2 separate regions of the Mus musculus genome follow, and region 1 is linked to region 2. Evidence: chromatin contacts called from public Hi-C data. All regions are on one chromosome and are shown on one strand. The core of a region is the stretch at or near the end of the contact, and the rest is flanking DNA. Distances in the headings are between cores, read along the strand shown.

Region 1 (5,225 bases), core at 2,705-5,204, 350 kb before region 2:
AACTCAACCAGAGGCCACAGCAACAAGAGCAACTGGATAATCCAAGAAGGTGGTCAAGGTGAAAATGAGAGGAACCGTGGAAACACAGAAAAGGCAGGAAGCTGAAGAACTGGAGCTTGTGAGGGACCAGCAAGAGGAACTGCAGGCCTTGGTCACAAAGAGTTTCAGAAAGTAGAGTGTCTTTAGAGCCAGGGGTCCTCAAAACAGTCCCCAGGTCTAGGGGTTTTAAAACTGGTTACCACCAAGGGCTTAGGAATCCTAACTCCCTAGGTCCACACAAGAGCTGAAATACTTGTAAAGCTAAGGGTCTTGGACCTCTAAGCCTGTACAGGAGTTCAAACACTTCTAAAGCTAAGGCTCCTGCTACTTGAGGCCTTCCTGAGAGCTGAATATTGCAGAGTGCTACCTGCTTTTGTTCCCACCTGCCTGCTGCCAACACTCAAAATACTAAGGAATCCTGGAAAAGTATCTCCTTGCCCAGCCACAATCTCCATCTGGATAGAACAAAGGACAACACGGATTGGTAACTGATTACAATCGTATCTAAACCAGGTATGGTGGTGCTCACCTCTAATCCCAGCTCTCAGGAGGCAAAGGGAGGCAGATCTCTGTGAATTCCAGGCCTGCAGGTCTATGCATGAGTTCTAAGCCAGCCAATGCTATACAATTAGATCCTATCTAAAACAAAACACAATTAAGCAGCACCTGGCACACAGTGGTTGATGAGAATTAATGTACGTGAAAATGCATCATGAAAAGAAATCACAAAAGGCTATAAACAAGTCTAGAATCTGCTTCCACTGGGACTCTAAAGCCAGAAGTGAGATTCTGCATCTGTCTTGTTACACGTTCTGTGCAGTCAACGTTCCAGCGTGGCTACTCCTCCCACCGCAGACTCATCCCTGGTTCTGCTGTAGTTCTCTAAGTTCACTCTCCAGTATTTTACAATGATCTAACCGCTGAGACTCTCCTAATGTTACGCTCTTATAATGCCACATCATACCTTTTGGATTTCTTCAGGTAAGGCATGCATGGGAATGTGACGATCCATAGTTCCCCAAACGTACTGAGAGAGCACTGCAGAAAAACAGCCTGAAAACATTGATGGCCATAGTCAGAATTCATTTAATGACAAGGAAATTCAAATGACTTAAACTTTCTTAGTATCTGAGGACGAACTGGCAAGAAACACTTCAAAGGTGCTTGTTTCTCCAACTCCACAGTAGAAGCTACAATTTAAGTTTCCTCAGCTAGTTTTTAAGCCACTCACACAGAAAGATATTTCAATTATTGACTTATATACCTTTTCTTTCAGAAGTGTATAAACTAATAGTAAAATAATAACAGTGCTTTACTAATTATTTGTTTTGCAGCAGAGTAACTGTAGGATTTTAAGTAGACTTATTTCAGTGTTGTTCTGAAAAATTATAGATATCAAGACCAAATAATATCGTATTATAGCTCAGCAGGATAAGAAAAAAAAAATGCTTGTGCCATCGAGGCTTGCTTAAATTATAGAGTACAAAAAATAGAGTTACTAAGTTATGAAATCCAGGCGCTGAGCCGAAGAGCCACCAAAGCATCAGAGACAACATAGCAACTGTAACAGAGATGGAGATCCACATAAATTTATCTAGATTTTACTTTTAACAGATTTTCATTTGCTAATACCAACAATTCAATATAAAACTTTTTTTTATTACTTTCATGAAACCACAGACAACAGAGACATTATTTTCTTTCTTCAGAGTTTTTCCAAATTGGACAAAGAATACCCAATCCACTCTTGATGAAGAGTCTGCCTCTCTGTCCACGGAAAGAGTAAAGGGAACTAAGAACGGCTTACTGATTAAAGCCCACGCACTGTAATGCCAGTACCCATAAATGTAGAAATAGCAGCTTTGGCGGGCAGAGACAGGGATCCTAGAAGCAAGCTGGGCGACTGGGCTCACTGAGCTGGCTGACCAGTTCAGAACTCAGGTGAGAGGTCCTGTAAGGTAGAGAGTGATGAAGACACTGGGCATCAAACTCCAGCCTCCACACATACAAAAACATGCATACACAGGTGTGCCTATGAACATGAATACACACATGGATTTGTACTAACCAAATGTCAGAGAGAGAGAGAGAGAGAGGTAGAAGATGTCAAGGCCAGAATGGTTGAGTGGAACAGATTCAAGTGAAAGAAACACAGATTCCACAGCAGAAAAGATGGTCTAAGGCCCGTGTCTGCAGAACACAGGCAATGTGAGAGTCAAGAGAGGATAATGACCTATCTTTTGGGTGGGGGATGGGAAATCAGCAAAGGCTTCCTAAGATTGAGTTAAATTAGGGGCAAGAGAGTGAAGGAAAAAATAATGCTGGTGTTATTTTTGTAAACTATGCAACCATCAGTGGAGGAGAGATTCCTCAACCCTGTGTTAGCCCAAAATATCCCTCATTTCAATAAGCTACTATTTAAAACAAACAAAACTAGTGAGCTGTCTTCCCACGTGTGTGCTTGGTAATATTAACTGAGGCCAACCACGGGAGTAATGGTAATTATGTGGACATGGGTCCAAGTGACCAAGTACATAATCATATACTGTCATAGTCACATGGCAAGAAACCAGAAGGCATTATCTTCAGTTAAGCCATCATTGGTGAATGGAAATGATAGTATCTTGGGCTCCACAGGAATATTTTTCCCTTATACAGCCAACTATATCTCCTCTTAAAGTGCCATCCACAAAAGTATTAGCAAGCATGGACCTAAATAACGTATAAATTCAAGGTACCAGTGGGATGTTTATTATTTAATGCCTTCGCTGTGACTACTCTTAACATATTACTATGTCACCAGAAGTGGCAGGCTTCTGGCTATGAAAGAAAAATTTAAAAATAGCACCCTGGTAAATTTGAAAGACCTCTAAAACGAAGTGGAGGAGAAACTGATGTCAATGCACATCGCACAAGACATAGTAACAAGATTACAGGCAAGATACATTCATTGGATTCGTCCCAAGAACATGTGTAACTTGTCCTCATATAAAGACACTTTATTGTAAACCCATGTAAACTGTGAGTGCAGACTGTAATAACTAGGTGCTTTTCTGCTAAGCAATGCATGCTGATGATTACAACTAAGAGGTGGGCACCTAAAATTCCCAAGGTGACTAGAAGGGTACTACTTTCTTTAACGTTTATTTTTGTTATTGCCTATATTTTAAGAAACAGCTTGTAAGCCGATTAGAAAAGTCCATTGGGTCTTTATAAAGATGTGACTACTCGTGAAAAGAATAGTAGAATCCACATATAATTCCGCTTTTCAAGAAGTGTAGGGCTGTTTGCTCTTTAGCAGAAGAAAACGTGATTTTTAAGTTACCCATTCAGTATTTTAACCAAACAAGTTCCTTTTGGTCTTTCCCATTATATATGTGGAAACTGTCCTTGGCAAAAGTACAGAGGTACGTGGCCGCTGCTACGTGCGTTTGAGAACCTTCTCTGTGACACTGGTCACGAGATAGACGTGCGTGTTCTTAAACGCAGAAATGCCCTTGGTGGTTCATTTCCGATTCTTACACCGGTGTCACGCCCGGTCATTAACTCAGGTTCTGCTTCCAGGCCCTTCCTCAAGTACCATTCCGGGGGCGTGATTCACCGAAGGGCAGGTCGGGGGCAAGAGAGCAGGAGGTCACTGCAGGAAACTAACCGCCCGACCGGACTGCGCTGGCCCAGGCCTCGCCTGGGGCGCCGAGAGGCCGCCCCACCTTCCCGCCTTCCTCCTCCCGACCCCCGCCGCCCCGCAGTCCCGCGCCGCCAGTCTCTGCGCCGGAACTGTGTCCCCGCCGACCGGGTCCTCTGAGGACTGAGGAAGGCCATGACCCTCACCTAGCCCGGGACTCCGCAGGGTGTAAAACGGCTTCCCTGGTCTCCCGGGCGACCGCGCTGCACGTTGGCCTGACGTCAAGGCGCGGTGACGTCACAGCCCCCGCCGACGCGGAAGCGGAGCTTCTTTTGCATCATTTGTCCCAAAAGCGAGCTAGGCGGAAGCTGGAGCGGGTGGCGGGGGTCGAAGGAGAGGGCGGATTTACGCGCGGTTCTGTGACGGACGGGGATGGGGCTCTGGAACCCGCGGGGACGACGGGCAGCCGAGGCTGATGAAGAGGCGGGAAGTGGGTGGCCATGTGCCTCATCTGCAGGGGCAATCATTGTTGTCGAACGGAAGGAAAAGAAGCTTTTAAGTGGAATTGACTGGGGAAGGCTTGCTTAGAATTTCATTCTGGTCCAAAGAAGTCAAGATGACGGGTTTAGTTCATGAAGTATTACTGAGACGTGCTACTGCACACTCAAGTAATGGAAGGCCTCTTGTTTTTACACACTGACGACTTCCCTTTATTCATACTTTATTCATAAAACAAATACTGATGACCTACTACGCAACAAGCAAGCAGGATGAGATGATGCTTGGTGACTAACACAGGCCACTGGTATGATTAGTGTCTTCGTAGTCTGCTCCTTTTCCAGGAGCATCTGAGGTCCAAAGTTCTGATCCTCCAGTAACTAAAGAAAACACGGTTTCCTAGCAGAAAAGAACAATAATTGCTGTTAAAGAATAGTTTGCATGAATAGAAAGAAAAGGCATTGGAGAGAGGAAGGTGAACAGGTGATTTGAAATAGTGCCAGATCTATTGGAGCTGCTGGTTGATCACTAGTATGAAAATAACCGCATGAAAATAGTGAATACTCCCCTAAGTCATGAAAGATATAGATTATGCAGAAACTAACAACAGTTACTTACTATTGAGTAACTAGTATTATGTACTGTATATCATTGAATATATACAAGAGGGCTAGAAACAGAGGGCTTCTGACAGCATCACCACGAACACTACACAAAATGTCTCGGTAACTAACATCACTAGATATTAGGAATTTTATACCAAAAGTATTGTTATAGGGCACATAACTACAGTTTGGACAATAATTACCGAGCACTTGTATCTAAAAAGGAAGGCAATCCTCTGAAAATGGGATGAAATCCCATGGAAATGCTATAATTCACTTTCATCTATGCCTCTTCGTTACACATCACCTTGAGTCCATTTTCCTTACCACTGTAAATGCCCTCTCAATCCTAAATCCCATTGCTAATTAGCCACAAGCCTAACTTTCTGTAGGAGTGCCACATGTGGCACTCCTACAGAAAGTTTTCATTATTATATAAAGTCCAGTTTAGGTAGTGG
Region 2 (5,669 bases), core at 1,610-4,109:
AATTTGATATGCAGAAGTTGGCCAAAACTCATCCTGGTTTATTTTAGATACACCCCCAATTAGCACTGATTCATGGCATTTTTAACAGCTTGAAATGGAAATGTGACTTTGAGCTACCCAAAGCGTGCACACAGATGATCTTGACACTCACAGAGTTGGTGGCTAGAAGCCACCCAGTGTTTCATGCTGGTTGCTTTATTCCTCTCCTTTGGGTAATCGGCAACAGTGAGGGGCTATTGATGCCTTGGCTGGGCTGCTTCATTGGAGAGCTGCTTCAGCCTCTCTAAAAGAATTAGCCTCTTCACCGATGAGAATTCTAATGTTTGGAATGAATGAGGATCTACAAATGCTGAGCTCTGGCGTATTGATACACATGCAATTAATATATGCTTGGTAATTACTGCTGTGTCACTAATTGCAAATAGAAATGGGTCCAACTAAGTTGTGATGTACTGAGATAATAAAAGCAGGTGAATGGTATTAGAGATTGTTTCTGCTATTATTTGAAGATATTGGCTGGGTGAATACCTGAAGATGTTTTTGTCATTTTGTCTGGAAGAGCCGAATAAGGGCTGTAGAGTTACACTGACTAGCGGTTACCGAAAGGTTCCAAGGGTAGTTCTGGTAATATTCAGCCTGTCTCCTAGGCATTTAGGAGCACTAGTCATCCTCCCAGGTAAACCGCAATGTGCCCGTATAACTTTGACTTATGTGCAGGCATGCAGGATTCACATTCATTGCCAGCCTGAATCTTAACACAGAGTCTAGAAACAACTCAGGTATATCCCCAATCCCTGCACTTTGAGGAAGTCATCTTGTCTCTGTACTTCACTTTTTTCTTTCGATATTCCAGCCCTTGCCTTGTTAGAGTAAAGCAGGAAAGACTGTACAATCTGTGCGTCCATAACCAGAATCGGACTCTGGTATTTCTATTTGATCTATAAATAAGTGATTATAAATTATAGGCAATTATGGAATATAACTTTATCAGAAAGCTAGAATAAGCTACACGGAAACCATTTGGGGTGAGTCTTCCTGAGAACAGCCTGGAGCGCCTGTTCACTAGACCCAAGGCAGAGGAAACTTCAGGGTTGGTAGTCTGCTGGGGGTGGTGTCTGGCTGGCAGCAGGGAGAGGTGGAGGGACTGCATTCCAGTACAAGGTGGTAATCTCTGCTAAGGGAGCTACAGAGGCCTATGCTTTGTGACTTACTCAGTAGGTGGGAAATACCCATTGTTTAACACTCTTCGTACAATGACTAAGTATGATATAGCTTCCCACTTTACCTTGTAGAACTTTATTTGAAAATCTTAGGGAAAAACGTAATTTTCTCCAATTTCAGGAGAGGTTAGATAATGCTACATTACAGACTCTATCAGGGAATAGCAGTCTGTTCTTTAAAAAAAAAATACTTGGAAATTTCTTAACTAAATTTCAACATACCATTGGTATTTATACAAGAGACACTTAACCTGTTAGCATCACATGGCTGGAGAATTTCCTTCTTTTACCCACATACTGTATCCTTTTCACTTGAGAGGCCCTTATAATATGGTTTTCTTTTTATAGCTATACTGCAGCTTATATTTCCTGATTGAGGGGCTACAATATATCCCTAAAATTAAAGGTAAAGTAGGATGCAGGATAGGTAGGAGGACAAACTCAGCTGTTGTCTATATGTACATGGTGTAACTGTAACAGACACCATTCCAAAGAGGAAAAGAGCCACCAGGTACTTAAAATGGAGAAACAATTAGCCTTTTAAAATCCAATATTTTATTTGGTAGTTTTGCTGACTAAATGGCTTTAGTGCTCTGTTTGAATGTATCTTTGTGAATTGTGTGACAGCATGCTATTATTGAAATAAGTATCTCTAATACTATTTATGATCTGCATATCAAACAGCCTTTGTTTTGACAGATACACACACACATATATATGATATGTAAACACAGATAATAATGTGTATATAAATATATGTATATACACATAGTTTCTCTGTATTTGGGAAAGATAAATGGCAATACAAATAGTCTCCATAACATATGTTTGAAATGAATGACGATCTACAAAATGCAACTTAGAAAATTCCTATGAACTTGAATCATTCATATTCTCCTTAATTTCCATAATCTAACAGTAAGAACAAATCTTCACAGAACAAATCTTATTTCTCAGTCATCCCAGGTAAGATTGACAAATGGATACAATTGAAAATGTGGCTTTTTGAGTATTCTAAAGGCTTTCACAGGGGACAAGCTGTGGTTTTCTGACAGGGGGGACAGGAGCACAGCTTGCAGAGAACCAAACCCAAACTGCAAAGAAGAGCCTTATTAAGTAGGTCTGCCTGTCCAATGCCTGCTCACTCACAGCATGTCTCAGCATTTATCAGGCAGGATTGCAAACTAATCAGACTTAGCATCATTATAGAAAAGGAAGCTCTGTAGAGGAGCCTCAGAAACAGTGGTTGGATTATCTGAGTAACGTAATCGTTTCAGTTGATGAAATCATAAAAGTGAAGTGAATCTGGAAGAAATGAGTATTTTGCAACCAAGAAAGGAAACTGAAAATAAAGGTAAAGAAGGAAGTTAGAAGGAGGAAGAGGAGGAGGAGTGGGGCGGGGAGGAAAATAAACCTACGTAGTAGTCTCTTGGCTTTTGGGGTCAATACAGAAGCTAAAGGACATTGGAAAGGTTTTATTTTTTTAAATTCTAGCTTAACAATCTGAACATACTTCATTACTTACTGTAGTAGAAACAGTCTTCAGGCTAGGTCCAGCAATTCTGTAGCCTCTTTTTCTTATTAGATTCTTTTACTCACCTTCCATGGGAGTGTTGCTGTCTGGGCGATTTGCAAAGACCACATCCACGTATTCCAGTTGCAGCCTCTGGAGGGAGCCTTTCAGTCCTAGCAGCAGAAGCAGAAAACAGAATATAACCAAAGGCCCAAGAAGTCCAAATAGGACCACACTTAGAAAGTGCTTGAGTTTGATTTCTTTCAAGAATTTACTTAAAAACAAACACTGAGTTAATTACAAGAGTCCTCTTGAACAGGGCACAGCAAGACGATAGCAGCAATTGCTTACCTTCAGAAACATCAGTTGGAGTTATTTCCATATGACTAACCTTCACAAGAGTTAAACCAGAAGAAAGATGATAGTGTCTGGGTTTTAGTATAATAATGGAAAATGATGTTTGAGCAAGCCGGAGGGAAACCCTCCAAATCCAAGAATCAAACAGCCTAGAGAACCACAGAGGCTCTCACCATTCCCAGTGCTCCTAATACAGTTCTTTATGCTATGGTGACCCACAACCATAAGATTATTTTTTCACTGTTATAAATTGTAACCTAAATATCTGTGTTTTCCGATGGCCTTAGGCGACCCCTGTAAAAGGGTCACTTGGATCAAAGGTTGAGAGCAAATGGCCTAGAGAGAGACACTTTTTGGGAGGGGAGGGAGACTTGAACCAACCTCTCACTAGGGTGAAATTCAGTACTGAGTAGACTCCTCCACCCTGCCCTTGCTCCCAGGCTAATCTTCACAGAGAGTCTCTGGATCCACCCCAGAGCTAGGCAAGCATCTCTGACATTGGTGAGCTGGACCCGGGTTCTCACTTACACAATTGCTAACTCAGCCAGTATACCAGTTCTAAAGGTTGTAGCATCAGGTATGACACTACTTAACACCAATCTTGTTAGCCAAGGGATTACCTCCACTATTCACCTTCAATCTCAGGCAGCAAGTTCAAAGACATTTTATTTGCAAGTAACGTATGATGGAAAGAGGTATAGAACTTTTACTTGAAACTCAGTGCTGGGGCTGTAGATTCTTCCCATGAACAACACCCATGCAGAAAAGCCTGGATGTCACATAAAATTCCAGTTTGCATTGCCTGTACCTGGCTGCAGTGGTGTCCAGCCAAAGGGACGACATCACCAGACAGGCCATGGAAACATAGTTACACTGGACTCAGGAACCTAAGGGCTCCAGAGAGGCACCCAAACCTGGCCTTTTGAGCTGCATCCCTTGTGGTAAGGCTCAGGGCTGCTTAGAACCCTGTTGTTCCTGACTGCAGGCTAGTGATTGTAGATGAGGTGTTCGGTCCTGAGATTGGATCACCTTATCTAGGCAGTCCCCTAATCTACCACATACAGCGGTACCAATTGCAACAAACCTAAGCTAGGGATAGCAGAATAGCAGCACTAGTTTTGAATTTACTGGGACTAGCGCCCTCTAGTGTTGCAACCGTGGGCAATAAATACAGGCTCCAGAACGACCTTCTTAGAATTCCCAGGCCAGGCACCATTAAAGCCAAGTAGTGACAGCTGGAATACACGCCGAATGCTTCAGTGCATGGATGCTGTCAGATACTAACAAGCATCGAGAGCTTCCAGGGAGCTGAGATGTCAAAAGCCGATGATGAGGTGGTGGATATGTTGGCCTCTTGGACAAGAATTCAAAACAGTTATTTGATGGAAAGTCGTGAACTTCAAGAAGATACAGAGAAGCTGAGCATGGTGACACATGGCTGTACTTCCAGCACTAAGTATGTTGAGGCAGGAGGATTGCAACTTAGAAGCTTGTCTGAGTTAATGAGATCCTGTTTTGTGTAATGGTCAAGCAAGAGTTGGAGAAATAGTCTTTCTCAAGAAAGAACACACCAATTGGTTATCTAATACCAAATGGACAGCCCTGAAAATGTACATAAAAGTAACATTATGTAGGTTGTATTTATGAATGTAAGACTATATATATGTGTATGTGCATGTGTCTGTGTGTTTGTGTATGTGTGTGTATGTATGCATGTATGTGTATGTGTGCGTGTGTGTCTGTGTCTGTATGTCTGTGTATGTGTTTGTGTATCTATGTCTGTGTATGTGTGTCTCTGTGTGTGTATATGTATATACATATATATGTGTGTATATGTATATATGTGTATGTTTGTGTGTGTCTGTATGTCTGTGTATATCCATGTATATATGTGTGTGTCCATGTGTATATGTATGCATGCATGTGTCTCTGTGTGTATGTGTGCATGTATGTATGTATGTGTGTATGTATATATTTGTGACAACAAATAATGAAAAATAGAAGCCATGCATTTGGAAGAAAGCAAGGAAAGATGTATAGGAGGGTTTGAAGGGAGGAAAGGGTAGGAGGAAGTGACATAATTATAATCTCAAAAAATATGTATATGTACATGTATATGTATATGTATGCCAGAACTGGTCCAGGGGTGGATAATACATTAGAAATAACCTACTGAAACATGATCCTTAAAAGCACAAGAGAATCTGGGTGGTGGTGGTGGGAGCACACCCTTTTTCCAGCACTTGAGATGTAGAAGCAGACAAATATCTAAGTTCAAGGCCAGCCTGGTCTACAGAGGGAGCTCCAGGACAGCCAGGGCTACACAGACAAACCCTGTCTTGAAAATGAGAAATAAAAGCAGACAACAACCATAACAACAACAAAATAAAATCTCTGGAGAAACAATTGAGTAATCACCAGGAAACCTTGCTACAGAAAGTAAAATCATTTTTAGAACCTGTAACAACTCCTGGAGCTGAAATGCAGAGCAGATGAAGAGGGAACTGACAGCATCCACAGAGAATCCACCTAACAGCAGGGGCAGTGAACTTGAAGTCAAGATATTTGAATATATCCAG

What was found. Hi-C and Micro-C count contacts between places; a contact is called where the count stands out from the background.
Region 1: a Hi-C map of granulocyte-monocyte progenitors shows a contact between it and region 2, with 2.3 times the contacts expected there. The contact joins the promoter of Lekr1 here to the enhancer-like site in region 2. A contact is called at or near these places in 5 of 39 promoter capture datasets (cranial neural crest, liver, neutrophils and 1 more), 5 of 484 Hi-C or Micro-C datasets (bone marrow-derived macrophages, granulocyte-monocyte progenitors, macrophages and 2 more), 2 of 115 datasets of contacts at active chromatin or transcription factors (bone marrow-derived macrophages and pancreatic cancer cells) and 2 of 9 other capture datasets (adipose tissue and macrophages).

Annotation. Positions count from the first base shown.
Region 1 is chr3:65,664,957-65,670,181 of GRCm38.p6, reverse strand. Lekr1 (leucine, glutamate and lysine rich 1) reads right to left here and starts at 3,954. Exons shown (of 13, transcript NM_001166659.1): 1 at 3,871-3,954; 2 at 1,004-1,092. The coding sequence starts at 1,051.
Region 2 is chr3:65,316,656-65,322,324 of GRCm38.p6, reverse strand. It overlaps Kcnab1 (potassium voltage-gated channel, shaker-related subfamily, beta member 1), which reads right to left. Exons shown (of 14, transcript NM_010597.5): 8 at 2,820-2,906. Among named protein-coding and RNA genes, the nearest start is that of A330015K06Rik, 17 kb to the right of the region's middle. Within about 2 kb of position 2,859, at least 40 of the 459 cell types and tissues checked have an H3K27ac peak or open chromatin away from gene starts, as enhancers often do. A contact at or near this core is called in bone marrow-derived macrophages, granulocyte-monocyte progenitors, macrophages and 2 more, where this site is marked.